2 separate regions of the Sus scrofa genome follow, and region 2 is linked to region 1. A link is a contact called in public Hi-C data. All regions are on one chromosome and are shown on one strand. The core of a region is the stretch at or near the end of the contact, and the rest is flanking DNA. Distances in the headings are between cores, read along the strand shown. Region 1 holds the start of PPP1R21 (protein phosphatase 1 regulatory subunit 21). Region 2 overlaps STON1 (stonin-1).

What was found. A called contact is a pair of places that touch in the nucleus more often than the background predicts.
Region 2: a Hi-C map of liver shows a contact between it and region 1, with 2.0 times the contacts expected there. The contact joins the enhancer-like site here to the promoter of PPP1R21 in region 1. A contact is called at or near these places in 7 of 47 Hi-C or Micro-C datasets (embryonic fibroblasts, fibroblasts, heart right ventricle and 2 more) and 1 of 2 datasets of contacts at active chromatin or transcription factors (skeletal muscle).

The regions. Positions count from the first base shown.
Region 1 is chr3:92,224,392-92,231,575 of Sscrofa11.1, forward strand. It overlaps PPP1R21 (protein phosphatase 1 regulatory subunit 21), which reads right to left and starts at 3,328. Exons shown (of 22, transcript XM_003125155.6): 1 at 3,134-3,328. The coding sequence starts at 3,190.
Region 2 is chr3:92,113,663-92,120,755 of Sscrofa11.1, forward strand. All of the region lies in intron 2 of STON1 (stonin-1), which reads right to left. Among named protein-coding and RNA genes, the nearest start is that of STON1, 28 kb to the right of the region's middle. Within about 2 kb of position 2,884, at least 5 of the 83 cell types and tissues checked have an H3K27ac peak or open chromatin away from gene starts, as enhancers often do. A contact at or near this core is called in liver, where this site is marked.

The DNA.
Region 1 (7,184 bases), core at 2,078-4,577:
TTCCTAATTGTCCAAACCACTAAGGTCTTAATTTCCACTTTTACTGACCTTTGCATAACACTTTATGTTTTAGCAATCTGTCTGCCTCGGAAATTCTCATCTGCTTCAGCCTCCATAATTCACCTTTCATCTAATGAAACTCTCCATCTCTTTAATGGGAGCTCCTCTGACTGTTTTTTTTCTTTCTCAGGAGGAAGAAAGATGAGGGCAGAAGTTAATAAGGAAGAAATAGGCCCCTTCCTAGAATGCAGGCCAAGATCTGCATTAAATAGAAATAAGAATAAATAAATAAACAAATACATAAATAGGAATGAGGAGATTTTGCAGGTATCCTTGGTTTAGGGATCATGCTTGTTGCTCTCTTAATTCAGAGGCCTCCTTCTGCAGATTAAAAGGAAATCTTTTTTCTTTGTATCCTAAATAAGGAAAAAGAACAATGTAACTGAATTTCAACATCAGCCCTCAATTTCTGCACTAGGGAAGCTTAAAAAAAAGAAAGAAAGAAAGAAAGAAAACCCTTCCCACAGGCACAGGGTTGAAGGCAGCATAGATATTATCTAGAAATTGCTCTGCACTAGAGTTGACAGGGAATGAAAAACATATGAAACCTTCTGATCAATCCCTGTTTTCCTGTTCTGAAATTTCCATCACATTGAAATTAAAAGGATGAAGAATGGCCTGGCCCAACAGAGGAGATAACCTCAAGTCTGGCAGACCTCCTAAAGTTTCCTCAGCATTTCCTCCTACTGTCACATCCTTCCAACAGGTGTCCCTGAGGAATCCACCTAAAGTGATTAACTCTTGAAGTTCAACAATTGTCTTCATGGGAATTATTCCAAAAGCTCCGGCCTTTGTCCTTTTAGCCAGTCCCTCTCCACTAGAAATTTTCAGTAATCACTCCAACATCACCTCAAGCTACTATGTGAATAAAATAGCTTCAATGCGCCTTCCAACATAAATACTATGATTGCATCTAACCTTTAATACACTCTTCCCTCCAAACCTTCCTGCCCATCCTCCTCTGCCGGTAGCAGTGGTGTTCCCTCAGAGCAGTCCACGGGTCTACCTTAGGGTCAACCCAGTCTTCCCTCGCTCACCATGTCCCACAGAATGAATGAGACACAAGGATGCCGTGTGCAAAGCAGGCACTCAAGAGAGGTAAGCTAAACCATACTTTTAAATCATGATTCCTAAATCTAAGACCCTGTTTTTATCTCAACCATCACTGATTTTATTTAATCCTACACACTCTCTCCTAAATTATTCTAAGAGCCTATACTCTAGTCTCCTTTTCACCAGTCTTTCCCTATCTGAGTCCATCCTCCACACAGCTCCAGTGTTCTTCCTAAAAGCAATGTCCTTCTCCTCTCTGAAAGCCTTTAATGACTCTCCATTACTCAAAGATAAAGTCCAAATGTCTTATTTGACATCCACAACCCTTCATGATTGGGTCCAGATTATCTCTCCACCCATATTTCACCATTCTCTGTCCCATATTTGCACATGCCTTCCTGTCAGCCAAAAGAGACTGTCCCCTTTGTCTGGAGTGCCACCATCCATCCCTTCCTCCCTCTTCCCCACTCTCCAATACCAGTAACTTCTACCTTTACCCATTATCTCTACTGTGCTCCCACTGAACTAATACTTGTCATCTTGTATCATAATTATGCACAAAGTTTAAACTTTCTATTAAATGGTTCTCCTGAAGGCAGAATTCTGCCTCACTCAATAGAGCCTGGAAGACTGTTCATATCAGCACATAATAAGTGTTTGCAGAACCAAAGAGCTTACTCATCCAAAAGAAGAAAATCTTTCAAAGTGTTTATTACTTTGGGGAGGCTATACAATTATTTCAGCAATGCAGTCACGGCTCAAAATATTTCTGGAATGCTCTTTTGCCATTTGGAATTGCCTTCTGAGCTTATTTCTCTCCTGAGAAGAAAATCAGTCCCCTTACTTTATGCTCATACAAACTTTCGGCCGAAAATATATTCCTTCAAAGGGTAAAAACCTGCCATCACTAACACCCTGCCACAGGCTCTTAAGACATTCAAATGGAAGTGCAAGAAGTTTTGCCAATGGTAGCACCGTTGGAGTAAGTGTAGTATCTGAGGCTTCCATTTGATGATGGAAAGACTTAAAGTGTGCATGTTTTAGGCATGGGTTTTATTTTTCAAAGAATATTTCATTTCACCTTGCTGCATATTTGTTAAATGAAAACGTGTCTCAATTTCTCCAAATTGTAAAAAGGGGGCTGTCTTCCCATTGCTCCGATGAATGCCAAGATCACTGAAAACTAAGTTCAATGACTACTGAATCAATTTCTAAATATGTAAGATTCCGCTTTTATAACTTCATTAGAATATGCTTGAGGCAGAACCACCCTATCCAGAAAAGCAGCACCGCCCTTTTCCAAGAAAAAAGGTTCCATCATTTAAAAGACAGATGCCATAAATATGACAAAAGGGGAGATTCCTATTTTGCTTAGTTCAACACGTATTGAGCACCTGCTGGGTAATCCGTCCCACGCCAGGTGATTCGTGAAAAAGAAGGAGAAAAAGACACAGCCCTAGCACTAAAGCTTTCAAAAGCATTTCCAGACAACATCTTGCCACAGCACTGAATCCATTCGTAACCACCCATCTCTGGTGCATCAGTTTACGCGCATGACTCTATTTACATTTTTGATTTGACCGGGGGCAGATGAATTTCTATCCTCATATCATCCCTGTGGGAAGGGAAAAAGCTTGCTCTTTCCCATCACTGGGCTGGGAAAACTGAGGAAGCAGAAGTGGAGGAGTGGTCCTCACCTTTCCCTTCCCCTCCCGACCAGCACCAGAGACGGAAGCCAGGATTTTGACATCCCAGTACAAGCCCGTTAGTTCAGTGAGAAGGAAGAATCAAACTCCTGCGCCTTCCCGCAGAAATGCACACGGACCCAGACACCGCCCGGCCCCATCTCCTGGGAGCTGCAGGTGGAAGCACGGTAATGGAGGACAGAGGAGGCGGAGGAAAGAGGAGGGGAGCATTCGCGTGCCCCTTCCGCCGTCCCCCTCTGTCCTGACAAGTCGCTGCCAAGGCAACCTGAGGCCGTAGGGCCAGGGACCCCCTACTCCCCGCATACGACGGGTACCTTCGAGTACTCCTGAGCCAGCTTCTGGTACTTCCCCTGCAACTCTGCCGAGGCCATGGCCTCCCCCGCCCCGTCAAGGCCGGGCTGCCCAGGCCGCTCAGCCCCGCCCCCCGCCCCCAACCCCAGACACGCTGTCGGGCTCGGCTCAGCCACCGCCTGCCCGATCTGCCACCGCCGCCGCCGCACCTCCTCCTCCACTTCCGGGTTCGCCCGGTGAGAGGAAGGCGGAGTGGAGCCGGAGGCGGAGCAACCACCGGGGGCGGGACGACGTCTTGACGTCACCGTCCCACCCTCCCGCGCCCGAGCACGTGCGCGCGCAGCCTCGTTGGCGCTTCTGGGCTTTGCCTCTGGGACCAGGGGGCGCCATCTTGACGCATGGTCCAAGATGGCCACCTAGAACAGGAAAGGAGAGAATCGAAATGGGAAGAGAATGATGAAAGCCCACAGAATGGGCGGGGGACCGAAGAGAGAGGCGGTGGTTGCGAAGAACCGACGACCGGAAGAAGAAATATTCTAAGCGTGCATCAAGAATTCTGGCCGAACGCGCGCGCGCGCGCGCGCACACACACACACACACACACACACACACACACACACACACACACACCGGTTCCCATAGCAACCGTCTGGCGTTTGATGATTACATCTTTCAGAAGACGCGCGGAAAGACCTCTATATTCCGCTACCTCGTAATCTGAATATGGTAGCACCGGACATGCCCTGCCTTGTAAACTCTCTGATCTCCCTCAAATTTATAGCGTTCGCTGCTGCCACCCTCCCAAACTCCAGACCAAACCGTCATTGTCTTATATTTTGACCTTGAGATGTCTTTGTATCCATTCCATACTCACACTACATCCACCCACCCCTGCCCCCACACGGGCATGGCACCAGAGCCTTTTTCAGTAGATTGGGTAAAAAGGCTTTAGAAAATTTCAGAGATTGACCCCTGCCACGCATGGAGATAGAATGGATGTTAAATGACAAATAATGATAGTTGAAGCAAAAAATATTCTGCCTAAAATATTTTATGCCATTTCATTCGTTAAATATGTTTTGAGGACATACTGTATGTTAGATACTGCTCTAAGCATTGCATTTATTGCAGCATTGAAGCATACATAGAGGAATGAATAAATTTAGAATATATGTTTGCCATAAATTGTCACACGGCTGTTTGAAACTAATAACCTAGATCTGTATATATCTGCACATGTCATATCAAGATGAAAAAACACTATGTTAAATGTAAAAACAAATGTCAATTTACTATAGCGTGATAAGATACATTTAAAAAATATGAAGCAACATTTGTACTGCTCATGTACACATGAACATGTGCTAAAAATAAAAAACAAGAACTGGGAATATACACATCAAATTCTGGGTTGTGATTGCCCCTAATGAGAAAAAGAAGAAAGGAATGAAAAAAGGAAAACAAAGGAGCATAAACTTTAATTTTTTCAGGATGTTAACATTTATTATCCTGTACAGGGGGTGTTAACTATATTGGCATTTTAGAATGCTTGAAATTTTCCATGATTGAAAAAACTGCTATCCTGGTTTCTTGTTTGATTATGAGGAATTCCAGGATTTTATAATGAAAGCTTGTGCCCATATGCACTTTTCAGCCATTGTAAAAGGGATTATAAACTTTTTTAAATGTTGTTTATAGGAAGTTCTCTTGTGCAGTGAGCTAAGGATCCAGTGTTGCCACGGCATGGTGCAGGCCACAACTGAGGGAGGGTTCAGTCCCTGGCCCAGGAACTTCCACATGCTTCTGGTGGTGCCAAAATAAAATAAAATGTTGTTTATATTTTTCAGTTTGCTAATACCCAAGTCCTACTATCCAGCAAACTTGCAGAATTTTTAAAAAATTATTATTATTAGTTTTCCAAGTGGCAGAATTAAATATTGTAAGTGTATGTCTGTGTTTGTAATGGAATGGAATTTTCAATTATTTAAAAATAAAATGTCATTTCAGAAATAACATTCCAAAGAAAGAATGTGCAACTGTGGCTAGAGATCATGTGTAAGTTTATTTTACTAAACTGAGAAGTTTATATTTCCACTGCTTAATCTAGTTGTTCTGTCAGATGCATTGTTTCCAAATCCCAGCTGATAAATCTGAATATATTAAAGTTAAGAATCTTGAAGTTCCCTTGTGGTTAAGGATCCAGTACTGTCACTATAGCAACCTGAGATGCTCTGTGGCGAGGGTTCAATCCCTGGCCTGGAAACTTCTGCCTGCCACAGGCATAGCCAAATAAATTAACTAATTAATTAATTAAAATGAAATAAACAAACAAATAAATAAAGTTAGGCATCTCTTCCTCAAAAGATACCATTCAGTGAATGAAAAGGCAAGCCATAGAGTGGAACAAGATGTTTGCCACATATATACCCAACAGCATTCTCTTATCCAAATATATAAAGAGCTCTTACAAATCAATAAGAAATCTAGACAGAAAAATAGACGAGATTTCAAGTGGCACTTCACAAAAGAAGATACACAGCCATTAAACATGCAAAGAACATGCAAAAGTGTGTTCAGTTTCATTAGTAACCATGAGGAAGAGAAATTAAAACCACAGTGAGATGCCATGCACTCTCACACAAATGGCTAAAATTTAAAAGACTGACAAGTGTTAGAATATGAAACAAGAGAAACTCTTATAAAATTTGGGGGAGTTCCCTTTGTGACTCAGCAGTTAACTAACCTGACTAGGACCCGTGAGGATGTGAGTTCAATCTCTGGCCTCATTCAGTGGATTAAAGATCCAGCATTGCCGTGAGCTGTGGTGTAGGTTGCAGATGCAGCTCGGATCTGGCATTGCTGCGGCTATGGTGTAGGCTGGCAGCTGTAGTTCTGATTCAACCCCTAGCCTGGGAACTTCCATATGCAGAGGGTGCGGCTCTAAAAAGCAAAAAATAAATAAAATAGAATATGAAAAGCAAAAAAAAAAAATTAGGAATATAACTAGAACCGTCACTTAGAAAGAGTTTAGTATTATCTACTCATCTGAAAAGATATATATTCATAATCTAGCAATTGTACTCTTATGTATACATTCAAAAAAGTGTGCATAAGTTCACCAAGAATATTCACAGTAGTATTATTCATGATAGCCGCAAAAGTCTATCAACAGAATAAATGGATAAATGATTGTACATTCATATTACAGAATACTAAACAGCAATGAAAAAAGCTGAACTCCAACTACAGTTAACTACTGGATGAATCTCAGAAAATGATACAGAACAAAAGAAGCCAGATCCCTCCAAAAATATGTTGTATGACTTCATTTATATAATACTCAAATATGGAGGAATTCAACTATAAGATTCAGGAGTGCATGCTTGAGTAGTAAAAGCAGAAAGAGGGAATTCCCTTCTCGGCTCAGCAGTTAATGAACCTGACTAGGATCCATGAGGATGCAGGTTTGATCCCTGGCCTCACTCCATGGGTTAAGGACCCAGCGTTGCCAAGAGCTGTGGTGTAGGTCGCAGCCACAGCCCGGATCCCACATTGCTGTGGCTGTGGCTCAGGCCAGTGGCTGTAGCTCCAACTGAACCCCTAGCCTGGGAACCTCCGTATGCCACTGCGAGTGCAGCCCTAAAACTACAACAACAAAAATAAACTAGAAAGAAAAACAAGAAAGCGATAACCACAAAAGTCAGGAGCTTTTTTTCCTTTTTAGGCGGAAAGAAGATAACCACTGGAAGGGGGCATGAGAAGGGCCTCGGGGAGCGTTGGCAGTGTTCTGTTTCTGTGTGGTAGTTACACAGGTGTTCACCTTGTGATAATTCCTCATAAGGAACATTTTTGTTTTGTGCACTTTTTTTGTATAGGAGTTACATTTCACAATAACAAATTAAAAAAAAAAAAAACTTCTATTAGCTCACATGCTTACCAGCAATAGTTCCCAATTTATAAACAGTATTATTTGTGGGGAGTGGTATAAATGACAGTCACTTGGAATTCTTGTAAATATGCAAGTGCTGTGATAATCATTAAAGCTTTTATGATCATGGCTGTTTTAGGAGGTTT
Region 2 (7,093 bases), core at 1,634-4,133, 110 kb before region 1:
AGAACCCACACACAAAACACAAAAAAATAACAAGCGTTGGCAAGGATGTGGAGAAAATGGAACCCTTGTGTACTTTTGGTGGGAATGTAAAATGCAAAACAGTATAGAGTTTCCTCAAAATTTTTTAAATATTAACTACCATATGAGAGCTCCTACTGTGGCTCAGCGCATTAAGAACCCAATGTTGTCTCTGCAAGGACATGGGTTCAATCCCTGGCTTGCTCACCGGGTCAAGGATCCAGAAAGCTGAAGCATCGGTTCTAGGTGTGGCTCAGATTTGGGGTTGCTGTGGCTGTGGCATAAGCCCCAGCTGCAGCTCTGATTCAACCCCTGGCCAGGGAACTTCCATATAGCACAGGTGCAGCTGTTTAGAAAGAGAGAGAGGAAGGAAGGAAGAAAGAAAAGAAAGAAAAAATTTTAAATTAAAAAAAAAAAAACTATCATATGATCCAGAAGTCTTACTTCAAAAGAATTGAAAACAGGATCTCAAAGAGCTATGTGCATTCCCATGTTCACTGCAGCATTATTCACAATAGCCAAAGAGTGAAAACAACCAAAATGTTCATTGTTTGATGAATGGATAAAGAAAATATAGTATATACATGCAATGGAATATTACCCAGCCTTAAAAAGGAAGGAAATTCTGATGCATGCTACAACGTGGATGAGCCTTAAGGTCATTGTGTTAAGTGAAATGAGCCAGTCACAAAAAGACAAATATTGAATTATTCCACTTATGTGAGGTATCTAAATTAGTCAAATTCATAGAAGGAGAAAACAAAATGGTGGCTACCAGGGGTTCCAGGCGAAGGAAACGGGGTGTTTCTGTTCAGTGGGTACAGAATTTAGTCATGCAAGATGAAAAAGTTCTAGAGTTCTGCTGTTCAACAATGTGCATGTATTTAACTATACACTTAAATTTTTGTTAAAAGGATTTAAGAACTGTTAAAATTTTGGGTTTTTTTACCACAATTTTAAAAATTGCAACATTTTTGGAGTTCCTGTCGTGGCTCAGTGATTAATGAACCCAACTAGTATCCACAGGGATGCAGGTTCGATCCCTGGCCTCACTCAGGGGGTTAATGATCAGCATTCCGTGAGCTGTGGTGTAGGTCCCAGATGTGGCTTGGATCCAGCACTGCTGTGGCTGTGGCATGGGCTGGCAGCGGTGGCTCCAATTTGACCCCTAGCCTGGGAACATCCATATGCCATGGGTGCAGCCCTAAAAAGAACAACAACAACAACAACAACAAAAATTGAAGCATTTTTTAATCAATTCAAAATGTATTTATTTGAACGATTACCATGTAGTTAGACCTTGCTAGTGCTGGAGGAGAAGATGAAAACCCAATTTAGGAGTTCCCGTCATGGTTTAGCAGTTAGTGAACCCGACTAGCATCCATGAGGACATGGGTTGGATCCTGGCCTCACTCAGTGGATTAAGGATTCGGCGTTACTGTGAGCTGTGATGAGGGTCGCAGACAAGGCTCAGATTTGGCATTGCTGTGGCTGTGGTGTAGGCCGGTGGCTTCAGCTCAGATTTGATCCCTAGCCCGGGAACTTCCATATGCCACAGGTGTGGCCCTAAAAACAAGACAAAAAGACCAAAAAAAAAAAAATTATAATGAACTTATAACACATTGACAGCTCCCAAATATGAGAGGTTTATAGTTTGGAAGCATTTTCAAATTCATAATCTCATTTATCAGAACAACCCTGTGAAGTATACATCATTATTTCCATTTCATAGCTGACATTACTTGGGTTTAGAGTCATTACCTAAAGTCACTGGTAAGAGGCAGAGCTAGGATTTTTTTTTTAACAACAGTTTTATTGACATATAATTAGCATACTTTAAATGACTACTCACTGATGTTTTTAGTTCAGTGATATTCATAGAGTTATGCAACCATCACTACTATCTAGTTCCAGAAGGTTCTTATCAATCTAAAAATAAACTTTGCCCAGAAGTCACTCCCCACTCTCCCCCTCCCCCAGGGCCTGGCAATCTACTTTCTTTTCCTATGAAATTTGTCAGGTCTGGACATTTCATTTAAGTAGAATTTACAACATATGGCCTTTTGTTTTGTGTCTGGCTTATTTTACTTAAAGTTTTCAAAGTTCATCCATGTTGTAGCATGTATCCGAATTTCACTCCTTTTTGTGGCTGAATAATACTTCATTGTAAAGATAACCCATTTTGTTTATCCATTCATCAGTAAAGGGACATTTGGTTTGCTTCTATTTTTTAGGTATTAGGAAAAATACTGCTATGAACATTTGTGTAGATTTTCTGTGTGATCATTTCTCTTAGGTATATACCCGGCTTTGAAAGAACCAGAATTTGAACCCAGGTCACTTCATCCCAATCTAGTACAGCACTGAAATTATCCTAATGACATCAGAGGTGATGAGCACTGACTGGGGCTGGGTTAACCGAAGGCTGGTCACTGCTCTGCCACTCACAGGCTGCGTGCTAAGCCCCTCTGGACACTCAGTGATTAGCATAGAATAATCTCTGAGATCCTTTCCAACAAATAATTCTATGATGGTTGACATCCAACAGAATTTTTTTTTCAAAAGCAAAAATTCTATTACCACTGGGCTTTTTGACCAAACTTCCAAACTAACAGAGAGTAAAATTCCATGAGATCTACTGACTTGAAAACTCAAAATCTGCTGGAATAAAGCCCATGAGAAAGGTATATTTTTCTCCCCACAGCCCACTTTCTCACCTCCCCTTGTGGATAGTGAAGGCTCAACCAATATAATCATTCAAGCTTGGAAAAGAGCCAAGACAAAAAGAGAGAGGCCCCAGGGCTCCACTGGGGACAGGGCATGCTCAGTGTTGTCATTTGCTAAATCTGCACATTCCTGAGGGCACAAAAACACAGTGAAGTGGCAGCCCAGGCCAGCTGGCTCTCTCTGGAGGGCATTTCACCGTCGCTGCCCTTGGGCTGGAGTTGCCATCAAACACTTTCCCTTCAAAGCCGGAAGGAGAGTTTGAATAGGATGCAGCCAGGAGGCTCAGAGGCAGGAAATCAGCAGCACTATTTCTTGATCTATCGCATCCCACCCTCTTCAGAAGGAATCCAGCCAAAATAATTCTTCGTATAGGGTGAAAGATTGTGTAAATATCTACTTTAGTTGAGATTATTAAAAAGAAAGAGAAGGGAATTCCCGTCATGGTGCAGTGTAAATGAATCCGACTAGGAACCATGAGGTTGCGGGTTCAATCCCTGGCCTTGCTCAGTGGGTTAAGGATCTGGCATTGCCATGTGCTGTGGTGTAGGTTGCAGACACAGCTTGGATCTGGCATTGCCGTGAGCTGTGGTATAGGACGACAGCTGTAGCTCCGATTAGACCCCTAGCCTGGGAACCTCCATATGCCACAGGTGTGGCCCTAAAAAAAGACAAAAAGAAAGAAAGAAAGAGAAGACTAAGAAAAGAAACAATTCAGCTTCAGACCAAATCCTATTCTGATCTATTCCAAACATTCCGTCTCATCCATTTCCCACTGGGAGTTTCAAAATTTGGAATGACGATACTGGCTTCCTCAGTTTTTGCTTATATGGGAAAAAAAAGTGATTTCTATAAGCCAGATAAAGAAATCAATTCCATTACTTTTTAAGTTACCTTTGAGCTTTAAAAAGCACACCTTGAAAAAAAATCTCCTACCTTGAAGACAAAATCTATGCAAAGTGCACTCTTCATCCTATGCGGGACTCTTCCATAGGGAGGTACTTGGCAAATGCAATGTGAGTTTAATTCAACCAAACAGAATTGTGCCCAATAGGAGCCTAAACCTTTGTGCCTGTCGAAAAGGTACAGGACTTAGATGCTGCTCTGGAGGGAAGAGCCAAGACTCCAGTTCCCTGTGGTCAAGGACAGGTTTGCTTCACACTGAGCTCCTCTTTCTCCTCTTCTGTTTTCCTCTTATGCTCTTCCCTCCCCGCCCCCTCTTTATTTTTTCTTTTTAGGGCCGCACCCAAGGCGTATGGAGGTTCCCAGGCTAGGGGTGGAATCAGAGCTATAGCCACTGGCCTATGCCACAGCCACAGCAATGCAGGATCTGAGCCGCATCTTCGGCCTACACCACAGCTTACAGCAACATCAGATCCTTAACGCACTGAGCGAGGCCAGGGATCAAACCTGAAGCCTCATGGTTCCTAGTCAGATTCGGTTTCCACTGCACCGCAACAGGAACTCCTGCTCTTCCTTATTAATCCTTTTACAGGTATTTCCATTCCCTCTTACTTCTTTTGCCCCTTCCCTCACTATATGACTTCATCTTTCTATTTTAGTCTCAAAGCATCTCCCACCCCTGTCGGTTTTTCCCAAGTCAACCACTAGAATCAATTTCACCCAGCACTTTCCTTTCCTCCTGACCCATCCTCACCCCCATCAGGGAAAAGGGGCCACATCCTGTCCAGAGCTTTGGTCTGCCCAAGACCCACTGGGTCTCAGGAAGGGATGAGAAAGCTCAAAGTCAAGAGATCTAGAATGGGTCTTCTTTTAATCATCTGCATCCCATCTACTTCACGAGATTGGAATCCAAAAGTATTCCAGCAACAGCACCTATCAAACCTCGGAATTTTCTTCTCTGCGATGCAAATGGAGTAGGATGTAAACACAGATCTGTGCCTCCCATAAGGGCCTGAATGCTACCATTCCAGAGCCCCTTCCCAGGCAACATCTCGTTTAAACTTTACAACAACACAAAGGGGACCATAGCACTTGAGTGCCTTCTCCAAAGTCACGATCCAGTTAGTGGAGAGCTGGGAACCCAGGATGCCTGGCACCAAATCCCTAGCTACCTTCCTCTGAAGCAAAGACGCCTCTGGTTCAACTCCGTTTTTCCTACCCGACATAACACTTTCAGAGGTCTGTTTTCAGTCAATCTGGATTATCTTAAACTCCTGGAAGGCAAATCCAGACAAACTTCAGAGACAGTGCAAGACACCAAGACTCCAAATGAGGCACCAGTAGAAAAGGAAATTGTATTATTTGTCTTTATTAGAGTTGATTTACAGTGTTGTGTCAATTTCTGCTATACAGCATAGTGACCTAGTCATATATACATATATATATATATATATATGTCATACATATATATACATTTTTTTTCATACTATCTTCCATCATGTTCTACCCTAAGAGATTAAACATAGTTCCCTGTGCTGTACACTAGGATCCCACTGTTTATCCATTCTAAATGTAATAGTTTGCATCTACCAATCCCAAACTCCCCATCCATCCCACTTCCTCCTCCCTCCCCCAGGAAAGTGCATTATGGTGGAAATTTCTAGAAATCAATCTCTGAGTTTGGAAGGCTTCTAGGGGAGTATGTTTGCCTCCCCTTAAGATTATCAGACATTCTTTTCAACTGCCTATTTTCAAAGCAGCATCAGAGTCCACTGAACATAAGCAGAAATTAAAAGTCAGTGCACATGCTTATTCACATGGGAATAACAAGGATGTAGGTAGACAGCGGCTCTCAACCTTGTACCCGGACACACATGACAGTGGCATTCGGAAGCCTAGCACAGTTCCCTCGGATGTGCCAAGAGTTTAACAACCCCAAAATATTTAGGGAAGCCCTAAAATAATGAATTATCCCTACTATTCTAAATGCTGGGTCAGCAAAGGAGGGTCACAGCAAACATGAGAAAGGCATTTACACACAATTCCTGCCCCTCACTTTCTTCCACTGAAGAAATCATACCAGGAAGACAAGTATTACATGATGTCACTTATAGCTAAAAAAAATTGTACAAATGAACTTATTTACAAAACAGAAACAGACTCACAGACATAGGAAAAAACTTATGGTTACCAAAGGGGAAAGGAGGGTGGGAGAGAGATAAATTAGGAGCATGGGACTAACAGATATACACCACTATACAGTAAACAGACAAAAAGGATATACTGTATAGCACAAGGAATTATATTCAATATCTTATAATAAACTATAACAGAAAAGAACTCCCAAAATATAGATATATATATATATGTATAACCAAATTACTTGCTGCATACCTGAAACTAACACAATATTATAAATCAACTGTTTCAATTTAAAAAATTAAAATTAAAAAATAAATCATACTGGAATTCTTATAAAAGTACTATAGAGATTGTCATACATTTATCCTAAATTATTTTTAAAAGTAAATCTTTCACCAATAGAAACACTGTAAATATTATTGATAATATTGCAAACTATTTACAATAAGCCTTAGGAATAAAAAGCACTGGTATGGAAAAATGGTCTCACCAAAAAGAATTTGTGGATACAAATTTTCAAGTTATTGTAAGAAAAATCTATATATTCTTTGAGAGTCAGAGCTTTTTCTGACTTCAGGACAGGTCATGTCTCATTCATTAGGGCAGTTTTGTCGTTGCTGTTAAGATTGCTATTTTTTCTATTATAGTTGATTTACAATGTTGTGTCAATTTCTGCTGTGGGGCATTTTCCACATTGCCTACAAATGTCTCACTCAAATATGCAATTCAATAAGTTTTTGACTGAGTAATTTTAAATGGGCTTGTCAGTTTCCCATTAAGTAATTCTCTATATGGCCCTCTTCAGTTCAAAAAAAAAAAAAAAAATCCTGAATTTTGGAGTTTGGCAGAAATGAGGGTATTCTGTTCAATGAAGTATACCAGCAGACATTTACCAAGTACTTACTAGGGGCTCATAGTCTGCTAAGGTAAGGACTGTGTGTGAATAATCTTATTTAATCCTTACAACCCCATGAGCAGTTGATACAATAATGTATTATAATATAATAATAATAACAATAATGTCTTTTTTTTTTTTTTTTTTTTAGAAAAGGAAAGTAAGGCTCAGAGAGGTTAGGCCACTTGCCTAAAATCACCCAGCCAGTAAGAGGCAGACCTGGACTGTGGCCAGGTCTGTCTGATCCTAAAGTCCATGCTTGGCAGCATCCACCACCCCAGAGGTCCCGAGAGACCCAGTAACTCGGTGGTGTCATCAGGCCACCCTTCACTAAGGAGAAAGCTCCAGTGCAAGAGCCACCCCTTCCTGGAGCCAGGAACTCTCTAAGCTGGAGGATGCTGTTCTCACCCA